2 separate regions of the Mus musculus genome follow, and region 1 is linked to region 2. A link is a contact called in public HiChIP or PLAC-seq data. All regions are on one chromosome and are shown on one strand. The core of a region is the stretch at or near the end of the contact, and the rest is flanking DNA. Distances in the headings are between cores, read along the strand shown. Region 1 holds the start of Xkr6 (X-linked Kx blood group related 6). Region 2 holds the start of Ints6 (integrator complex subunit 6).

What was found. HiChIP or PLAC-seq counts read pairs in DNA pulled down with a chosen protein or histone mark.
Region 1: a contact with region 2 is called in an H3K27ac HiChIP or PLAC-seq map of extraembryonic endoderm stem cells, with 5 times the contacts expected there. The contact joins the promoter of Xkr6 here to the promoter of Ints6 in region 2. A contact is called at or near these places in 1 of 39 promoter capture datasets (the HPC-7 cell line) and 1 of 115 datasets of contacts at active chromatin or transcription factors (extraembryonic endoderm stem cells).

The regions. Positions count from the first base shown.
Region 1 is chr14:63,605,154-63,608,256 of GRCm38.p6, reverse strand. Xkr6 (X-linked Kx blood group related 6) reads right to left here and starts at 1,727. Exons shown (of 3, transcript NM_173393.2): 1 at 973-1,727. The coding sequence starts at 1,727. It overlaps Gm15918 (predicted gene 15918), which reads left to right and starts at 538. Exons shown (of 2, transcript NR_167937.1): 1 at 538-1,298.
Region 2 is chr14:62,759,372-62,762,439 of GRCm38.p6, reverse strand. Ints6 (integrator complex subunit 6) reads left to right here and starts at 1,328. Exons shown (of 19, transcript NM_008715.2): 1 at 1,328-1,892; 2 at 2,197-2,274. The coding sequence starts at 1,782. It overlaps 4931440J10Rik (RIKEN cDNA 4931440J10 gene), which reads right to left and starts at 1,939. Exons shown (of 7, transcript NR_045503.1): 1 at 1,854-1,939.

The DNA of each region.
Region 1 (3,103 bases), core at 478-2,977, 850 kb before region 2:
TAGACAAGGAAGGCAGTTGGAGAGGCTATGATGTAAACAGTGAAGCAATCAGTCAGCGAGGTGGACAGTTAATGAGGTAGAAGGTGGGGTAGCTAGTCAGTGAGGTACTCTATGTGCTTAGACAGTGAGGCAGACAAGGTTCCTTGGTGAGTGGTTTTGAGAGATCAACCTGACACACGAGGACTTTACAGAAGCAGGGGAAAGGGCCTTGAGGCCAAGCTTGCATCTTGGATGTAAACACAAACCACACAGAGGCCTGGCCGTTAAAAACAGAAATAGGTGCTCAAGTGGCTCAGTGATTTTCCAGAGGTGAGAGTTAACAGCAAACGCTTGCTGCCACTAGATACCATCTCATTTTTTTTCCCTGTCACTGCGAAAAGGGCACATCTATTCCGGAAAGAAAAAAAAAGTCATTTTTTTTCCTTCAAGGAGGGCAGCGGTGTGGAGCAGCGGTGTTTGCAGGGGCTGGGGCTGCAGGAGGAGGAGGGGCGTGAAAGGAAGGAGTGCTTTAAGGAGAGGCAGCTAGGGTTTTTCCACAGGGCCCCACACCGGCCACTGCAGAGAGAAAACAGGAGTGGGGGGGGGGAGGAAATGTCCCTCGGGGAGGATGGGGGTAGGGGGGAAGGCCAAGTGCAACCGGCTGAAGGAGGCCAGGTCTCCTCCAGGATGCAAACGAGCGCCAGTTACCTTGGGACACAGCGGGGGGGGGAAAGGGGGCAACCAGGATGGAGGTCTGCAGAGGAGAGGCGGGAGGGTAGAGGCAGGGTCTTCTCCAAGTGCAACCCAGGGACGGAGATGGACAAACAGCAGGACCTAGGGCCTCCCCCGGGCCAAAAGGCGTGGCCAGGCAACCTATAGACCGTCCCGAGATGCTAAGACAGCGCACGGCTACCCCCGGCTCAACCTAGCCCAGACTGTCCGAGGGGCCCGCGCGCGGCCGCAGCCCCCGCCCCCAGCCCGCAGTGCTCTTACCTCCACACCTGCCCCATCTGCAGCAGGTGGATGACCGACTGCCAGATCCACACGGAGAGGCGGCACAGACGCTGCGCCCCCGGGGTGGCCGAGCCCCCCGCACCCGGGCCGCCGCGGGCCGCGCCGTGGCCGTAGCCGGCCCCCATCATTGGGGGTCCCCGGCTGCTGAGCCCCTCCACGGCGCCTAGCCCGCCGCCCGTGTAGTCCTGCACGAACCAGCGGAAGCTCAGGCTCTGCACCAGCAGCGACGGCACCAGCACGAAGAACAGGGTCAGCCCGAAGCAGCCGTAGTCCCCCTTGCGGTAGTAGTCGAGGGCCAGCCACAGGTCGGTACCCACGTCCCCGAAGAACACCAGCAGCGCGAGCACGATCCACAGGCAGTCAAGCCACGGCCGCTCCACCTGCGGCGACGCGGGCTGCGGTCGGCCGGCCGAGGGCGTCGGGGGGTGGCGGCCGGCGGCCCCGGGCGGCTGCAGCGGCTGGTCCCCCCCGTCGGCGGCGGCGGCGCTGCGGCGCGGCTTCTTGCCCAGCAGCGAGCGCAGGCAGGCGGAGCGGCAGCCCCAGTAGCACGAGGAGGTGTTGCAGCAGTGGCAGATGTGCAGCGAGCTGCTCTCGCCGGGCTCGCTGCCGTCGCCGCCGCCGCAGCCGCCTCCCCCGGGCTCCCCGTCCTCCTCGCCGCTGCCCACCGCCTCGTCCAGGTTGTGCAGCTGGGCGAAGCCCACCCCCACGCCACCGCCATCGGATTTCGCCGCCATCTTGACTCTCTTCCCAGCTCCGGAGGTTGGGGGGGAGGGACGGGTGGGGGGAGAAGGCAGGGACCGGGGAGGGGGGGAACGAATGGAGAGGAAGGGGGGCGGGGAGGAAGCGGGGAGCAGACGAACGGGGGGAGTGGGCCAGGGAACCCCCTCCGCTTCCGGGCGGGCGGCGTCACTTCCGGGCGAGCCCCCCAATCGCACGGCGCCCGCAGCCTCCTGGCCCTACCCTACCGGCCAAGATGGCCGCCCTCCTGTGCCTCAGCTGCTGGGCGGGGGGCCGGGGGGTTCTCCCCGCCAGGGCTCCCCGTCCCCTCTTCCGTTGACCCCGAAACCCATCAGGTTGACCCCTCGGCGTTTCAGAATCCCGCTGGGTTGAGTGAGACGGTCCAAAGTGTTCCCTGGAGGAGGCAGTGCCAGACGTTTTGGGGTCCCCTTCCTCTGCGTCGCAGCTCTCAGCTTTGCTCTGGGAGAAACGCCCCCTAACACCCTCCCGGCTGCGGGCAGAGGGGCGGGACCTTTGAGGGAAGGGGAGGAGCTAGTGAAAAGCAGGTGATTACTTGTCACTTCCGGGAGATAGGATGACCTCATTGTGTAGTTAGACACCCCCCTCCCCCCCACCAAAATGGCTGTGTCTCACCTCTGGCTGGATAACCCCCCCTTCATCCGTGTTAGTTTCTTATTTTGAGGGGCTCTAAAAATAATGACATAAGTCAATAAGAGTCCACAAACTTACTGATTCTCACTTCTGTTTAGACATCTTTCATCTTTATTGACCCCCTAATTTTCCTGTCACTTGATAACTTTCCCATATTTTGTAATAAAGTTTCCAACTTTCCCTCAAGAAAATTCTAGGCAAAATTTAGCTAGAAATCAGCCTGGTTGCCTCTTTCCTGTTGTAGCAAGAACTAAATGGGCATCTTGTGACCTTGAGTGTTTTCTGCACAGTCAAACATGTTTTTACCTACTTTTTTTTGTTTGTTTTAGCGTGATTTTAAAACTCTCTAAAGACCTTCATTTGGGAAAAAAAAAAAAAAAAAAAAAAAAAAAGCTTTAAGCTGTATGTATCAATTACTTGTTCAGGCAATTTGAATGTGTGAAACTTGTCTTTGCCAGTGTTTTGGGGGGTGCTAAGGCTCTGTTAGTAAACATGGCTTTAAATGAGTGAAAATGTTATTAATGTGCTATATCATTAAAATAGGTGCAGAGTATTTGAGCTTCACTAACAAATTGTATAAATGAGGCAGCACTGAATGGATTTGAATTACAATGCTCTTTCAGTGGAAGACAGCAAACTACTTAGTTGTTATTGATGAGTTATTTTAAAGAAGTATTTTAAAGAAAAAGTGAAAAAGAAAACACTGGAATTTTCTCATCAA
Region 2 (3,068 bases), core at 79-2,578:
TTATTCCCATAGAACAGTATGCTACTATTTACTGATAATAAGTTAAACAACGTTCTGAGGCTTTTGTTTTTGAAATATTAGGAAAAGCCCAAACAACAAAGCCTGATTTTAAAAAAGCGCCACAAGCATGTCACTACAGATGCCCAGCAGGCCAGAATTTCAGCAGAGAAAATCCGGAAATGCAGGGCCAGTGGGAGAAGCCCTACAAATACCGACTCTTAAAAGGCCTCAATGTTCCGAATTCAACTCATATTTCAGGCAGCGGGTCTTGCAGTTTCCCAACTACATTTGAGAACAATTCTCCGGACTTGCAGGTGCAGACTGAAGACTTAATATGACAGGGGTTGAGAATGTTTTCCGACACAACACTGGCAAAGACTTGAGAGGCGGGTTTCCCAGGAACCTATCTATTCTCTGGGTCACCTGCGCAACGTGGTCATCCCTTTTCACTTTTAAAACGAGGGCAGTGGATTAGGATTTGGAAGGCCCCCCTTTCATTTCTTAATCTAGTCTAGTGCCTTAACACGATTTGAAGAGAGAACTAGGTTGGAGAGGACAGTTGCTTTACTAGTCCACATCTGAGTTCCGCTTCGGGTTTGCAGGGTTGGGTGAGGCACTCCAGGGCTGGCTTCCTTTTCGGTGGATCCTCTGACCGGCTAGAGCCGGAGCCGAAAGACCGGCGGGGATTAATACCAGGTCATAAACAACCTCTCACTTCCCCTCCCCCGCCCCCTCCGGGCCGCCCCAAGGCCCGGCCTGCTGCAGCCGCGTGGGCCTGCGCGCTCCCGTATTCTTCGTCCGTTCACCCTTCTTGGCCCTGCGTTCTCAAATCGCGACGCAGGGCCCTCACCCACAGGTTGGGGGCGGCTTCCACTTCCCTTCTCCCGACCCTGTCACCGCGCACAGCCAAAAGGCCGGCCGCCTTGACACACACGCCTAGGGCCGCTGCCCGCCCTCCGCGCGCCGACGCAGTCCCCGCCCCAACCCGCGGTGCTTCCGCGGCCTGTCCCCGCCCCTTCCCGAAGCCCGCCTCCCGGCTGCGGGCTTCGGGCCGCCCGCCGCCCCTTGCGCGCTGGCTCTAGCGTGCACCCGCTGCCCCGCCTCCGCGCGTGCTCAATAACTGTCCTCTCGGTCGGCCTGCAGGCTTCCCCCGCCCCTGAGCTGTTTGAATATGCTAATGAGGCTGTAAGGACCAGCCAATAGGGCAGTGGGCCTGTGGATCACATGACCCGAGTACGTGTCAGGGGCGGAGCCTACGTAGCCCCTGCCCGAGTTAAAACCGGAGTGTGAGAGAGAAAAGCGCTTCAGTAGCGAGAGGGGCTGAGAAAGTGGTGACACCGCTGGGGTGCGGAGGGAGTCTCTCAAACTTCTCTCAACAGCCCCAGGGCCAATCTCCCCTCAGCCCACTCCCCTCTTCGCCAGATCCCTGGTCCCCACTCCCTGCACTGGGGGTGGGGTGGGGAACTGGGCCCGTCTCCCGCGGGGACACACACAGGGTCCGGGAGTGGGGACGGGACCCCCAGGCCGGGGGGGACGGACGGACAGACGGCCGCGCGGCCGCCCCAGCGGGCAGGCAGGCCGGAGGCGGGGGTACGGCCGGGAGGACCTGGGCTGGGGAGTTTCCTCTCAACTATCGGGGGAGAAACTCCCCATAGCTGGTGTTTTCCTCCCGGGGGCCGCGTTCCCCGCCCCGCGTATCGGCGGTTGCCGCCGCCGCCGCCGGTGCTTCCACCTCTGCCATCTCTTCACCACCTCGGGCCCCGGTGTCCCCGGCCAGCACTATGCCCATCTTACTGTTCCTGATAGACACGTCTGCCTCTATGAACCAGCGCAGCCATCTGGGCACCACCTACCTGGACACGGCCAAAGGCGCGGTAGAGACCTTCATGAAGGTACCGACTAACCCAGCCCCGGTGGTGACCCGGACCCGGTGGCCCGCGGGGGGCAGGGCGGGGGGCAGCGGGTTTACTGCGGGCTCCGCGGGCGCGGGGACCCCTCCCCCACCGCGCGGGCGGGCGGGCGCTGGGAGCGGGCTCTGCTGGGCCTGGCCCATGTGGGGCTGCTGTGGGTGCGGGGGGCGGCGGAGGGACGGCCCTGCGTGTGCGGTACTGTGGGGGCGGCCAGCGACCCTTCTGCGACTGGTAACCTCGCCTCTGTGTTTCCCTCTCTCCCGCCCGTCCCCACCCTGGCCCGCAGCTCCGTGCCCGGGACCCTGCCAGCAGAGGAGACAGGTATATGCTGGTCACTTTCGAAGAGCCGCCCTATGCTATCAAGGTAACAGCCCTCGCCCTCCCCCTCCCTTCCCTGATCCTGCCTAGCTCGCCCTCCCCGCCCCCTCTTCATTATGCTCCCCTCCCCCACGGCCGCTCCCGCCTCCAGGTCCCTTCCCCGCGGCCTCCCACCCCTCCCCAGCCCGGGAGCGTCAGCGAGGTGGCAGTTTCTGGCCCACCGCCGTCCCCTCCGGGTCCTGCTCGGCCTGGCGGCGGAGGCGCTACGATCAACATGGCCGACATTTCCCCTCCGCGGCGTGAGCGGCAGCAATGAACTGTGGGGGATATTTATTCAAGTTAGCCCGAGTGACAGCGGGGCCCAGCCTTGCCTAGCCCGGGTTTGCATTAAAAGGGAATCAGCCAAAGCTGGCAGGGAAGCCTGGAGGGGGGCTTCGAGACTTGGTCATCACAGAGTGGAACTAGGAAGGCCACCGATCGGTGGGACAGCTGTGGTCAACTTAAGAAGTCCTGCTGCCATCTGCCTCCCACTAGCACCGTCGCAACACCCGTCCCTTGCACACAATTTGGAGGATGTTATGTTAGCAAATTTCCCAGTGAAGTTATTAAAGTATTAAGACGGTTGTTAACTTAACAAAAGGTGTAGGGCAAGCAGGTTCATTCTTGGCCACCTTTGGAAGAGTTTCCTCACCAGAGACAACAGTTATAACACATTCCCCAAGCCATATCAAGCAAAAGTGAAGTTAAATATGCAAACCTGAAATGGAATACCTACTTGGTGGACATCACATTGTAATCGGTGTCCATGTGTGTACATGACTTCAAATGATAAAAAAAAAA